Regions from separate parts of the Mus musculus genome. Here all the other regions are linked to region 2. A link is a contact called in public ChIA-PET and Micro-C data. All regions are on one chromosome and are shown on one strand. Each heading gives the region's core, a stretch centred on a gene start, on an enhancer-like site or on the middle of the called end of the contact. The rest is flanking DNA. Distances are from core to core; before and after follow the strand shown. Region 1 overlaps Gm31137 (a long non-coding RNA gene). Region 2 has its middle 56 kb from the start of 1700027A15Rik. Region 3 overlaps Gm31047 (a long non-coding RNA gene).

What was found. ChIA-PET counts read pairs in DNA pulled down with a chosen protein or histone mark. Hi-C and Micro-C count contacts between places; a contact is called where the count stands out from the background.
Region 1: a contact with region 2 is called in an SMC1A ChIA-PET map of the G1E-ER4 cell line, with 32 read pairs. The contact joins two enhancer-like sites. A contact is called at or near these places in 3 of 39 promoter capture datasets (3T3-L1-derived adipocytes, maxillary cranial neural crest and second pharyngeal arch cranial neural crest), 1 of 15 datasets of contacts at CTCF or cohesin (the G1E-ER4 cell line), 2 of 484 Hi-C or Micro-C datasets (brain and cerebellar granule neurons), 1 of 115 datasets of contacts at active chromatin or transcription factors (embryonic stem cells) and 2 of 9 other capture datasets (adipose tissue and liver).
Region 3: a contact with region 2 is called in a Micro-C map of the G1E-ER4 cell line, with 4 times the contacts expected there. The contact joins two enhancer-like sites. A contact is called at or near these places in 5 of 484 Hi-C or Micro-C datasets (the G1E-ER4 cell line, cerebellum, cerebral cortex and 2 more) and 3 of 115 datasets of contacts at active chromatin or transcription factors (all in embryonic stem cells).

Annotation. Positions count from the first base shown.
Region 1 is chr1:72,999,429-73,004,414 of GRCm38.p6, reverse strand. All of the region lies in intron 1 of Gm31137 (a long non-coding RNA gene), which reads right to left. Among named protein-coding and RNA genes, the nearest start is that of Tnp1, 14 kb to the left of the region's middle. Within about 2 kb of position 2,309, at least 5 of the 459 cell types and tissues checked have an H3K27ac peak or open chromatin away from gene starts, as enhancers often do. A contact at or near this core is called in the G1E-ER4 cell line, where this site is marked.
Region 2 is chr1:73,069,777-73,074,577 of GRCm38.p6, reverse strand. No RefSeq gene overlaps it. Among named protein-coding and RNA genes, the nearest start is that of 1700027A15Rik, 56 kb to the right of the region's middle. Within about 2 kb of position 1,812, at least 7 of the 459 cell types and tissues checked have an H3K27ac peak or open chromatin away from gene starts, as enhancers often do. A contact at or near this core is called in the G1E-ER4 cell line, where this site is marked.
Region 3 is chr1:72,949,004-72,953,718 of GRCm38.p6, reverse strand. It overlaps Gm31047 (a long non-coding RNA gene), which reads right to left. Exons shown (of 5, transcript XR_001778985.2): 5 at 975-3,644. Among named protein-coding and RNA genes, the nearest start is that of Gm31047, 12 kb to the right of the region's middle. Within about 2 kb of position 2,263, at least 25 of the 459 cell types and tissues checked have an H3K27ac peak or open chromatin away from gene starts, as enhancers often do. A contact at or near this core is called in the G1E-ER4 cell line, where this site is marked.

The DNA of each region.
Region 1 (4,986 bases), core at 1,060-3,559, 71 kb after region 2:
ATATGACCACTTAATAAAAAAGAAAAAAAAAAGACATGAGCACACAACTCAGTAAAAGAGCCCTTAGACAGGACCATCAGGCCAAGTGCAAGGGGAAAGAAGAGTCAAAGAAGGTTTGGGAGCCCAAAGATCATAGATGAACCCTGAACATTAAGACAGCTAACTGGGATGGAATGAGAGGAGGCAGAAGACAGGTATCTAATGGTTATAAACCTTTAGAAAGACTAACACATTGTGTGTGTGTGTGTGTGTGTGTGCGCGCGCGCGCGCGCGTGTCCTAAAAAGTCTCCAACTCATGTTCACAAGCCCCATGTCTCCCTGAGGATCTTGAGGTAGTAAGTGGTTTCTGAGAAATGGAGAAACGTCTTCAATGGTGTGGCCACTGTTAAGTTGCTCAACCTTACTAAATACATCCTTACTCATGCTCTTAGAGGCAACTCTAATTAAACTCATTTGGTCACCAGAGCCAACACACAACCCAAAGTGTAAAAGCAGAAAGGGGGCTAGTTGAGAAGAGGAAGGGATGGGGGGAGTTGGAGGAGAACAGGAGAGTGTAATGGAGGTGACTATGATCAAAAGTACATTATAGACATATTTGAAAATGTCATAAGGAACCCCACCATTATATATAATTAATGTATGATAATTAAAACACTTGAAAAAATAAATTTTAACATCCATATCACAGGATATATCATGAGGGTATAACATATCTCCCACTTTTGTGTCTCCCATGCCACCTGAACATGACCAGAGAGGTGTCTTCCTCGTCCTCTGACTACCAAGTGCTGTCTGTCTTCCTGGTCCTTTTCTATCTCAGCCTTGGCTTCTCTCCATGGTGGTCACCATTCATCCTGCCCCTTCTTGCAAGCACCAGCCTTCCCTTCTTAAAGGATGAGTCTAAACCTCTGTGGCCTAGAATCTGGGCTGCCATGGGATTGTTTGATCAGCAGGTTAATACAGAAAATACTCTAGAACAGTCTAGATTTAGTCTTGAAAAGGATAAGCCATGTCTTCCTCACTTCCTCTAAAGAAATCCAGACTCCTAACAAGATCAACTCTCCTGAGCCCTCTACATTGTAGGGAAACCCGAGTTAGCCATTTGGAACAGCCACAGGGGGGAGAGGAAACTGATAGCCATTGCAAGGCCCAGGCATGCGGGATAAGGAACTGTCTTGAATGTTAAGCCAAGTTGAGCCTTCAGATGACTGCATCCCCAAGATCTATAGAAACACAATGGAACAAGTGAGTCCCAGTGAGGAACAGCACCCAGAAGAGCCTAAGGATTATAGTTTGGATAAGAAACATCCCCCAGAGGCTCATATGTTGAAACAATCCCCAATTGTTGTGTTACTGTTATATCATAGGGACATTTGCCTCATCAGTAAATTAATCCACTGATGAACTCGTAGCTGAATGGGCTGTATTAGGGGTTTCAGCCCAGGTGATCAAAATAAATCACTAGGGGCATGCTTTCCAAGAATAGATCTTGTCTTCAAGCACTTTCTGTCTGTCTATGCATCTGTCGGTCTTCCTAATTGCCTGCCTGTCTGCCCTCTGTTTATCTAGAGTGAGCCACCTGGCTCCACCATGTCTCCTCATCGATGCTGCTTTATCTCAGTATGCATGGGCGGGCCCACAGTGAAGGAACCCCATGGACTATCTACCACCTCTAAAATCTGAAATGAAAGTAAAACTGCCCTCCTTTTACGTGGTTTTCTTAGGTATTTATTGAAGTCAAAAGTGAATAACATTACCCCTCAAGGTACCAGAGTGTGAAAAAAAATGATTTCTGTTAAAAGCCAGTAAGTTTGGGAATAGTTTCATTTTTCCTCTGAAATATCCTTTCTCCTTCACCCTTGTACATCAGATGAAAGTCATGACTTCCTTGCTTGTCTGCCTTCTCCTCTCCAGGCTCATTTCTTCAGCCCTACCCTATAGCATGCAACAAAAAATGCCCCTTTGGATCATGGGAGTAACTTCCCACCCCCTGCATGGGTTCCAGTGTGCTTCCACAAAGCTGTATCTGTTGCTTCCATACCTCCGGGGGATAGGAGCGTGGGGGGTGGGGGGGACTTCTCCCATCTCCGAGGAAGAACTCTCAGGGACTGCCATTCACCTGCTAGGGAGTGGGTGGTATCTGGAAGGGGTTGCTGCCAGAGGCCACAGGAGCACTGACCTCTGGCCTTGGGAGCAACAGTAGCTGCTGTTGAAATGGGCCTTTGCCATGACCCGGTCCTGAGGGAGCATCTGCAGATGTGTGGTTGTCCCGGAATAGGCCATGGGAAAGTCCAAGAGCAGCCACGGCTGTTGACAAGCATCCCAGAATCCCACTGGAATGTGGTACCAGAATACACTGAGCACTAAGGTCTTGGGTTCTCTGCTATTTTCTTTTTTAATTTTTGGCTGGTCTCTCAGCTGGGAATTCATAACACTAAAATGACCTCAGAACAATCACTCCAAGCATGCCACTCCATTCCTACCTCTACCCCCCACCACTCCAACCCCCTACATAACTGACAACCAAAGTCACCTGGGATAAGACAGCACAAATCAACAAGGCCAGGAAACCAAACCTCCAAGACTAAGAGACCCTTGCTCAGGAAAGCAGACTGGGATCTAAATCCTAACTCTGTCATCAAATTCTTCAGGCAAGGCCAGAGCAACGCAAGTTACTCTGCAGTGGGTACTCTTGCTCGCTTGTCAACCCCAGCACAATCGGGTGTGACTGAAGGGATGGACTGTGGGACTACGCAAGGAACTCCAAGCAGAACAATGTTCCCAGACACGGAGCAAGTCATCTTCCATTTTGAGGAAAGAGATGATGGGAAAACAAGAGTTAATATGTGAAAAAAAAAAAGAAAAAAAAAAAAAAAAAAACCTCAATCCTGAGTTTTTCCCTTATAATCCATGAGCTAAGACTCTTTTCCATAATTTTCAATGGTTTGGAAAATAATGATTAGGCAAAGAAAAATAATATTTCATCATAAATAAACACGAAATTCAATTTTGCACTCATGAACAAAGGCTAGGGGGGGGCACATAGCCATTCACATACTAGAAACATTTGCAGCCACTCTTAAAATGTAGTGCAAGACTAAGCTCCTGCCACTAAGACTGCATGGGAGTTGTCACTCCAGGTGAGAGCCCTTGCCCAGCATGCCTTGGGATCTGGGTTCAAACTCAAGCACTACAAAGAAAGAACACAGATTATATGACTCATAAAGCAAAAATGGTTGCTTTGTGCTTGTGTGTGTGTGTGTGTGTGTTTGCTGGTTTCTGGCCTAACCCAACAACTAAAAAAATCTCCACCTTCCTTTCCTTTCCAATAGAAGCCTTTTAGAGTGTTATAAATCAACTTCATTGGTATAAATTGTTTATCTGATCTCATTTTTCGCCCTATAAGAAAGGAATTAGTTCAAAATGAGAAAGACTACAAAAAACATTTTTTAAGTATCAAAAAGGGAACTCCAAAGAAACTCTTAGTCTTCATTTTGATACTGTTAAGGCTTAGAACCATCAGAAAATGAGAAAGAAACATTTCTGAGTTCACCAGAGAGTCTATCACCAGACCCTGAATATTTATGCCTCCTTTGGAGCCTTGTCTTCCACATCTTATCCCCACTGGGACATGCACTCTAGAACAACATGGTGTCTCCGGTAGCCTTCTCGAAGCATCCACATACAGCTTACTCCAGCAGCAGACAGCACAGTACAATTTAGAACCAGACATAGCAATTGACATCCATCCCTCCCCACAAGCAGATGGCACTCAAGGATAAATCCATTCCACAAAATACATGTCAGTCACCATTGCATACACTAGCAAGATTTTGCTGAAAGGACCCAGATATAGCTGTCTCTTGTGAGACTATGCCGGGGCCTAGCAAACACAGAAGTGAATGATCACAGTCAGCTATTGGATGGGTCACACGGCCCCCAATGGAGGAGCTAGAGAAATTACCCAAGGAGCTAAAGGGATCTGCAACCCTATAGGAGGAACAACATTATGAACTAACCAGTACCCGGGAGCTCTTGTCTTTAGCTGCATATGTATCAAAAGATGGCCTAGTCGGCCATCACTGCAAAGAGAGGCCCATTGGACTTGCAAACTTTATATGCCCCAGTACAGGGGAACGCCAGGGCCAAAAAGGGGGAGTGGGTGGGTAGGGGATTGGGGGTGGGGGGTGGGTATGGGGGACCTTTGGGATAGCATTGAAAATGTAAACGAGGAAAATACCTAATTAAAAAAAATACATGTCAGCTACTTGCCATCTGTCTCTCAGTCGGTGTTTGCCTCTAACAGCAGATCTATTGAAAATATCAGTCTTAATGATTTTACTTCCCTGAACCTAAAGTGATACCTATTATGCCTAAGTCAGGATAAGCATTCAACTAGAGCCATTATCCTTTTCCCCTTCTCTTGGCGCCATGTACCTAGGAGGTGTAGAGTAGAATCCATGAACTAAGTATAGAGGTTCCCCAGAAAACTAAAAACAGAGCACATGGTCTAGCCATACCACTCCTATACCTAAAGGACTCTGAGGTAGCACACAACAGAGAAAACACTTATACACCTGTGCTGACTGTTGCCCTACAACAGCCAACACATGGACACTACCATGACTGATAGCATCTCTGAGCTCAATGCAAAATGGAGGACTCCCTTTACCTAGCCAGGACTCCCCCACCTCTGACCTTGTCTGGCAAGGCTGAACCTCCATATCCTCTACTTGAAGAAGGTCAACTAGTCCTCTGGCAGTCCTATGTTACGAATTCAACCTCCTCTTTTCCCCTTCCTCTTCTCCCCTGATAAGAACTCACCCAGCAAGTATTTGAGATTCCTGGAATGCCTCTTCATACACAGAACTTTAAACTCCAGCCAATGATCTTCATTCACCCTGAAAACTCCTTCTCACTCTTCAAGGTCCATATACATCCCAGTTTCACATGAAATAAACAGTATATGTATAAGCCCACTGTGAA
Region 2 (4,801 bases), core at 563-3,062:
GAAAATCAGTTTAAAAGGATAAATACAAAGTGCTCACAGAATGGGTTAGGAGCAGAGAGGTCACCAAGAGAATCCCACAGAAGTCACCCCACCCTTACTTTCTCCCTTGGAAAGTCTGGCATTTGTATGACTTCCAGTCCCTGCTGACTCTGAAAATTCAGAGATCAGATTTCCATATTAAAGACTTCCACACTTCCTGGCTCTTCAGCATATTCATTTGCCTGAAGATTATAACCCAAGATTATAATCCCATAGTTTGAATGTAGCCAAATTTTACATTGTGCTTCATTCCCCTGTGAGTTCCAGAGCACCGATGGAAATAAAGAGTCTCCTTGACACAGAGATAGTTGATAGTGAGGCTAGCTTAACATGGAAATCTATGAACTTACAAAGGAAGCATTTGGTCTCCTACAAAAAGTTAGCCAATTTAAGAGTCGTAGACACAGGCTTTTGAGCCTTCCTCCACTGACAAAAGATCACAAGGCTTGCAGTGTTACAGAGTTAGAAACTAGACTTTCTAGCCAGCAAGCCCCAGAGTCCTTCCTATTCCAGTTATGGGTTCAGAGGATCCAAACTCAGATCTTCATGAATGTATGGTAAATGTCTTATTATACACACATCTCCCAGATCTTATACCTGGTTCTCACCACACACTTCAACTGGATTTGAACAGAATAGTAGATTCCTCTTTTACAGCACTATGAACCTAGGTGAGTTACTTAACTTTTTTTTAGTTTCTGAGCTAAACTTTAACTTCTCCATGCCTCAGTTTTCTTCTTTATAAAATGGGTATAACTATAATACTTTTATCACAGAATTGCTAGAATTATCTAATGAGTTGGTACATACAAAGCTTTTCAAGTAAGACCCAGTATACATGTAATGTTCTCATAGTTGCTGCTAGCTTAAACAAGATACACTTCCAGGGATGGGTCCCTTCTGGCTTGTACCTCAGTAGGATTCCATTTTTCTGCCCTGTGTCTGGGTGCCGGACAGTCTTCAGAGTCTGGAATCCTGTCTCTAGAGGTACAGATCAAGGAAGGCATATTGGCATGGGAGGCAAAGTGGCCAGAAGCCCAGGCAGGAGCCAGCACAGTGGAGGCTGGTAGTCTTGAACTCTTCACAGAGCAGGAAAGGTCTCCAGATTCACAGCATAAAGAGGCATCAACTAACACTGTGCTTCGGTGGTATAAATGTTACCCAGAATGCATAAGGCCCTGACTTCCATCCCCAGGGTACCTTAATTAATTAGTTAACTAATTAATCAACCAATCAATGCAATTTAAAAGATCCTAACAGATTTTGGAAATAAAGCTTTGGCTGGAAAGGACCTTACCGTCCACAATAGCTGATCGCAGTTGAGGGGTAGATCCAGCTCCCACTCTTTAGAATCTACGCTGACCTTAGAGACTTGGCCCAGGGAATATGGCAAAAGTAAAATCAAGGGCCTTTGGAAGTCAAGTCTTCAAAGCCTCTTTGGGGACTCTGCAATACTTTTTACATGGCAGCCCAAGGGCATAACAGAGTGCATCCAAAACCCAATAGGGGCCTAGATCCAATGTCATTATAAGAGAAAGGGGAGAGAGGTTTGATACAGAGAAGAAAAAAGAAATAAGAAAGGAAACTATGTAATGTCGAAAACAGAGGTGGGATTGCTACATGCCAGAGCTTGTTTCAGATTGTCAGAGACTCTGAGCATTTGGAAAAGGCAAGAAAGGAGTCTCCCCTTTTCTGCTTCCTTGACTTGCTCTCCTGTAAAGTCACAACTGTCTGGTCTTCCCCATCTCTGCCTTATCTACACCTTGCCATACATCCCTTATCTCTTGCCCCCAGATGTTCTACTCTGTCCATCCATTTCACATCTCATGCTCACGCATGGTCTCATGAAGGATGTGGTCTGTGTTTCCCCCTCTCCCTTCCCCATCTTCCCCGACCACCTGTTCCATCAGCACCAAATATTATTTATTACCAATCTAACCAACTTCATTTAGGGGACAAACTCCAGCCCTCACCCTCTTCCTGCCTCTTCAATCTGAGGTGGAGACATCTGGAAACAAGTTTAATAAAGTGGCTGACAGGCAGCTAGGTCCTGGAGCTTCTCAGGCAGGCCCCTGGGAGCCATTCCACAGAGGAAGCCGGAAGAAATGGGGCTAATGGACTGCTGGTCTCAAGGAGAATCCATTTGGCTGTTCCAGGATGGACAAGGGCTGCCTCCCCTCTACAACTCACAGGAGGAAGCTGCACCTGCAGAGAGGAAGGGAGAGTGAGTGGCTCCCGACCAAAGGTCCTCTACTCCCTTCCTGCTGAGCCCTCGACTCTTGAGGGAAATACTAAAACTCTCTAAGTCTCTGTCACTCAAAGATGGATTGGACCACATGGATTCGCAGACTGCTCTCTAATAGTCTAGAATCCTGGGATTGACCAAAGTCACCTGGTCAGAGACAGACAAAAAGAAAAGGCCAGCTAGCACCTGTCGAATCACCCATTGACAGGAACCCTGAGTTTTGAGTATTGTCTTGGGACATCAAGATAAATAAAGGAACTCACAGGTTAGAAGGAAAGCTATAGCATGTGTGCAAATCATTGCAAAGTCTTTCGTTGGAGCACTGAGCTATACGATTTTTTCCAGTAAAAAGCCAGTGAGTTTGTAGCCCAGCGGGACTAAGCTTCCATTTGAGGAAAAACAAGAGCTGAGCAAGGCCAGGTGCAATGATTGCCCCAAGCTCTGGGTGGTAGTCTGCCTACTCTGACTCCCACAGGAACTGAGGTACAGTCCCAACAAAGTAGGGGAAGAGTCAAAGGAAGCTTTCCTGAGGAAGAACTTGAATGGCATCCTGAATGGAAAGAAGAGGGTGTGGATTGTGTGGGCTTGATGAAAAGTAAAAACAAACAAACAAAAACCAGGACTCCTTGTTCAGATGTTTCAAGACACAGAAGATGAAACCAAACCTAAGACCCTTCCCAGCACTGCAGGGGTCCCATGCGTGAAACAACCTCACACTAGGGCACCCCTTGGGTACTTCATGGCATGAGTTCTTTGTCAGTATACTGCCTACACGGGCATCTGCCTATATAAGCTATGTGATTTATATCAGTACATTTCATGCTATCTACTGAAATGATACTTTAGCTCATGAGAAGGTTCGTACATAAAACATTAAATTAGGAAAGGAAGCCAAAGGCCATTTCTAAACCCAGCAAAGTTAGTCCACATCTCCTCCAGCACCATACACTTCCTGGCTCCCTCAGTATCTTTTAGACCCCTCTCAAAAGAAGATATGCAAAAAAAAAAAAAAGATTCTCACTTCCCAGCCATACTGAGAAACTCACATTGCCCTCTCTCTACCCTAATCACCATCCCCTGCCCAGCAAGAGTCCAGTCAAGTGGTTTCGCTGGGAATTCACTCTCTCCCAGTGACTGGGAAACAGCCTCTATCCCCTTTCTCCAGCTAACTAGAGAAGCAAGAAGTTATGGGTCCTGCATTGAATCCTGTCTCCCCCAAATTAGCAACTACTTGGAGCTAAAGGTAGCAATATAAAGAGGGAAAATCTGGTATAAACCTGGGGAGACCTGGCGCTGCAGATAACAAAGAGTCATTAATAGCACCCACTCCCAGCTTTCTGATCAGAAAGTGGGTATTTTAGTTCTTCCATCGAGGTGACTTTCCTATGTGTTTAACATTCCTGCTTTCTCCAATGTTTACCTGTGAGCACAAGGGCCTCCTGCCCTCTACCATAGATGGGTCAGCACATTCACCTGGCTTTTAAGTTGATGTTGGGGATCTTAACTCTTAGTCCTCATACTTGCATAAGAAGGCCTTATCCACTGAACCACCCCACCCCTACCCCCAGTCCAGAGGACAGTGTTGTTCTGAGATGTCCATCAGGACTAAATTAGCCAACATCCGTGACAGTAGTGAATCTGTGTGGCACAGGCATGGAGCACAGTTCAACAGATCAAACCCGTTCTCTTTCCTAAAGGTTTAGAGATTTCAGAATGGCTTTGTCACTGTGGTCACCTCTACCTCACCCACACTGTGCCATGTGATAGTTAAGGTCAGTCCTGGGACAGGGGTGTTTAAAATGATGCTGGGATAATTCATCTCCAGCTCTAGAGATGGAGTGAAAGATCACAGCACAGTCCAGCAAAGGGGGTAACAAAAGTAGAGCCTTCATGGCTCTGGGGAGCACGGATGTGTGAGCTGCTGACCCTGTACAGCAACCTTAACTCAAAGATAACTCCCCTATCCCCAGCATCCCCACAGCTGCAGCCACAGATGTTGCAAGCAAAACGAGAAGTGAATTCTTTCTGACTTGAGGGATTTGCATATGGTTTGTGTAAAACTAATTAGTTAATGGTTTTATTTTTTTAAAAAAAGACTTCCTTTTCTCCTGCAGTAAATTTACTTTATAGGAAAATTTATGTTCCACCAACATCTACCTGCCAGCCCAATCCATCCAGCCACTTGTTTTGGCACTTTTGTTTTGTTTTGTTTTTTTTAGGAAGAGAGAAAGAAAGAAAGAAAAAGAAAGAAAGAAAGAAAGAAAGAAAGAAAGAAAGAAAGAAAGAAAGAAAGGGAAAGAGAGAGAGAAAGAGAGAGAGAAAGGGAGAGAAAGAAAGAGAGAGAGAAAAGAAAGAAAGGAAGGAAGGAAGAAAGAAAGAGGGAGAGAGAGAAAGAAAGAAAGAGAGAAAGAAAGAAAGAAAGAAAGAAAGAAAGAAAGAAAGAAAGAAAGAAAGAAAGAAAGAAAGAAAGAAAGAGAAAGGAAGGGAGAAAGAAAGAAAGAAAGAAAGAAAGAAAGA
Region 3 (4,715 bases), core at 1,014-3,513, 120 kb after region 2:
AACAGGGCAGGGGGATGAAGGCTTTGGTGGGAAAGAACAGTAAAATGAGCAGGTACGAAGTTAGGCAAGCAGTGGGGAAGCAGGAAGTGCCTGGATTCCCAGGAGAAGTTCAAGAAACAAAGAACAGACAGACAGGCAGACAGACACCAGCTAGGGACACGTGAGAATGGAGGGGTTCTGAATACATTGTACGACATGGAGAAGAAAGAGTTGCTGAGGTGGCTCAGGGAGGCAAACCTTTGCCTCTAACCTCTCATCCCATGACTTCACAATTCCCTCCCCCCTCTCCTCTTTTTGCCAATCCACCTCTTTAAAACTGAACCCCACCTGAAAGAAAACAAACATGTTACTATTTATTCATGCAGGAAGGCCGGCTGGACACAATAAACACCAGCCTCGGCCTAATTAAGTGAAAGGACGGGGAGGTAATTCAAACCATCTCGGGAAAATATAATCTACCACTGAAGCAAATTCCCACCGTTCGGCAGTCAGGGAAAGGAGAGCAGCCTCCTTGCAGGTTCCCAAGCAGAGAGGGCTGAGAAGGGGGCAGCCAGACAAGAGGAGGTCAGTTTCTAGCCTGCAGGCTCCTCCCCACGCCCCACCCCTGTGCGGCTCACCTGAGCCCAGCACTTGCTCCTCTGAGCTCATTCACAGACTTGTCAGAGGAGCTCCCTTGCCAGCCTGGACTGTTCTGCTAATTCACCAGTGGAAAAATGGACCGGCTCAGATTCCAGGCTGGGGCAACCAGATACCCAGTGAAAATCTGGGCTTGGGGTATACATCTTTCTGCTCTAAGTCAAGGAGAGACTACAAATCAGGGATGCTCCAAATCAGACCCTCTTAAGGCTGTGCCATGGGCAGGATCAACACCTCCACTGGCTTTCCCTCAACCAAGAGACTGCAAGAGTCAGTGGCCAGTGTGAGTGCCCTAATTTGGTTTCTATTGCTGTGATAAAACAAGGACCAAAAGCAACTTGGGGAGGGAGGAGTTTATTTGGCTATTTGACATACAGGTTACAGCCCATCGTAAAGGGAAGCCAAGGCAGGAATTCAAGGCAGAAATCTGGAGACAAGCTAAAAAAGAAACCATAGAGGGGTGCTGTTCACTGGCTATTCCTCAAGGCTTGCTAAGTCTGCTCTCTTATAGCACCAGAGAATACCTGCCCAGGGGTGGCATAGCCCCCTCTCACATCAATCATTCATCAAGAAGACTCCCTACTGACTTACCTACAGGCAATCCGACAGAGATATTTTCCCAAGTTAACTCTAACTTATATCAAGTTGACAAAAATTGCCCAGGACAGCGATCTGAGGATGGTCTCTGGCTTTCACTGAGGACAGTTGACAGACAAAACCAACTAACTGTAATTTTGCACATTTCCCTCCCAACTATGGGGAGTTAGACCCCATAGACACTCAGGTTCAAGTCCCAAAAACCTCTACACTAAAAAACATGCCAAGGTAGGTCAATCTCTTTTTGCCTGGTTTTTTCCTAGTTATTAATCCCTAAAACCAGGGGAATATTCTACCCATGCAAAGCTGCTGAGTCCATGAATAGAATTAAGTAGTCCTTTCCTCTATAGAAGGCCTTTGCTACCCACCCAGCCTGCCTCGTCCCTTCTTTCATGACCCGGTATAACAGTGGGTGATTGATGGAACCTAAGCAGGCCTCCACCTGCTATGAACTGTCCCCAGAGCCAGCTGTCTCATGAGTCATTCTTCCGGGTTCTGAGGGCTTTGTGATCTGCTCGCAGCAGTGGCTGTCAATCTTCCTCCCTCAAACCCACATAGGGCCAAGGTCCCAACCGACCATCTGAAGCCTAGCTGTCCATTCTGGGAGGTTGGCACGCGGGAAGTCATGGTCTGGTCCCAAGAGCACAGCCAAAGTGCAGCCTTCACTCTTTATCCTCTCCAGGGTGAGAGAACAGCCACAGAAGGTGCTTTCATGCCATTACCATTGCTGGCTTTTCCCTCACCCTGCTCCCCATGGGGCACTGCGCCCCCTCACCCCTGCTCCCCATGGGGCACTGCGCCCCCTCACCCCTGCTCCCCATGGGGCACTTCATCCCTTCGATTGACCTGGCCTCCAGCTCTATCTTTCAGCCATTGCATCACCTCTAGGTCCAGTCTCTGGACCCTTTCCCAGGTCACCACACAGCATCTTCGCTCCTGTTCCATGAGGATGACTGTACTCAGCTGCTCTGTCCAACACAGACAGGAAAAACGGGAGATGGCCTCAGGAGCCCTCTCTGGGAACTATTTTTAGACTCCCCTATCCTAACTGAGCATCTTTGCGGTGCCATCTAAAACTCTCCATGACTCTAAAGGTGTTATCACCGGCAGTGTTTTCCAGAAGCACATTGGGCAAGAACTAAAGCCACCGTCCAGACACAGTACTGGGGCACCCTCTGAGAGCTTAAGGCTAGGCAGGGAGTGCCCATGGCTGTCTGTAGGCTCATCCTCACTTGGCATATCTTTTTCTTGGCACTGAGGATAAAGTTAAATTGTCCTTATTTCTCTAGATAGTCTTGGAATTTTTTCCCCAAGTCTTCTAAAGAAATTAACAGATACTTCACAGATTATCCAGAAGCATCCAAGGACCCTGAGATAGAGGTGATTCTGATGCCACAGACCTTATAACCACGGCCCTTCATGCTCCACCCCATTATCTTTGTGCCCTGAGGACTGGGGATGTGACTCAGTGGCAACATGGCTGTGCACCATGCACTAGGCCTGGGGTTCCATCCATAGAACTGCAGAAATAAAAAAAGAAAGTGCTTGCTTAGAGATACTCTAGACTGAGGAAGCCAGACCCATGCCATAGGTGAACACTTTCCTTTGCTGGGTTCAGTGGCACACGCTTGCAGTCTCAGTGCTTAAGGGACCATCTGTGTTTATGCAGCGAAAGTCTGTCTCAACAGCAACAAGAACAATAGCAATAATAAGCCTGGTTCGGGGGGAAATTCCTGTACAAACAGTAGTGCCAGTCACTGAGCAAAAACCTTCATCATCTGGGATAAGGAGGGTAGGGAGAGACCACAGGTCCAAGATGGAAGGAAATAGGAAAAGCCTACTGATGGCATGTAGCTACTGGTGGGAGACCTGTAAGCCCAAGGCTAGACCTTGGCCTCCTTTATCCTGACGGATGAATGCAGCTGGTGTCTAAAGCAGGCTGGTGATGAGGATAGTTCAGTTGAACTCTTTGCAGCCAGACAAGCAGGCAGGACTCTTGAGATGAAGCCTTGGCACCAAGCAGAACTCATCATTTAGGGATGGACGTGTGTGCATCAGTCTGTGACATTCTCCTTACTCACCCAACTTGTGCTCCTGTCCACATCTACTGAGGGTCTCCATACCAAAGGCTCCCATGGTGAGGAGTCCTAATCCCCAGACCCACAGCTCTCTGAAAAAAACTCTAAACACCCTCTTAAAGGATTTTTCTCAGAGCCCTCTAACCTGCAGAGCAGTCAGGCCTTCCTATGGAAGTCCCTGCTGGGAGCCAGGGAGAACATAGTTGCCCCTTAAACATTTGTAAAGTCTGAGGCACTGTGGCAGGGAGCCAAGACAGGCACTGGAAGATGGTGTTGGCCTCAGGGGAGTAACCTTTGTGCGTCCATGAGGCATTCTTCAAGAGTTCAAAACATCTGTAGAGAAAATAGAGGCAGGACTAGCAGAGTCTACAAAGATAACTTTAGTGGGAGGAGAGAAAAGGAGATATTCTGAGGCCCTACTTTCCCCGGTCAAGCATATTCTAGACAGGATGACGGCACGGGTGTGCTTGAAGCTCCTCAGAGATCATGGGCAACTTCACAACTTCTACTTAGGCCCTCCTCGGGTCCTGTACAAAGGTATATGGCCACATCTGAACTGCCAAAGGGGATGGATAATGGATGGGTAGGTAAATTAATAAGTGGGGAGTAGATAGAGAGACAATGGATAGAAGGAAGGAAGGAAGGAAGGGAGGAAGGGAGGAAGGAAGGAAGGAAGGAAGGAAGGAAGGAAGGAAGGAAGGAAGGAAGGATAAATGTGTGAGTGGATGGATGATGGATGGATAGATAGATGAATGATGGTTGGATAAATGAATGTTTGAATGGTAGCTTGATAGATGATGGATGAGTAGATAATAATAATGAGGTGGGTGGATAAATGGATGGATGACAGATGGATAAATGGTGAGTAAATGAACACACTCATGCTTACATAAAGGATAGGTGGATATATTGGTGAGTGAATAGATAGATCAATGGCTTGGTAGGTGTTGCAAGTGGATAAGTAGTTAGCTGGGTGGGTGGATGAATGGAGTACTTTCATATGTAAATGGAAGGGTGGGGAGGTAAACAGACAGGTGGGTAGGTGCTGTGAATGAGTGGATAAATAGATGACAGTGGGTGGGTGGGTGGATGGATGGATAATGGATGGATCGATCGATCGATCGATGGATGGAGAACAATCTAAGGCAGTTTCTTAAATCTACTCTTGTTACTTGCTTTGGTATGCCAGGCACTGTATACTGAAAAAATAAATCTTGCTTTCATTGTCAGGAGGGATCAAATACATCTTTTCCTCTGAGTAAATGAGAATACTCGGAACCACCAAATTTACCTTTAGGTCTCTTATTAAAACCACTTGGTCAGTTATGCCCACCACCTCCCATCCATCAGTCCATCTGTAAAGAGGAAGGGCAGGGCAGTCAAAGATACGGGGAACAACAGCAG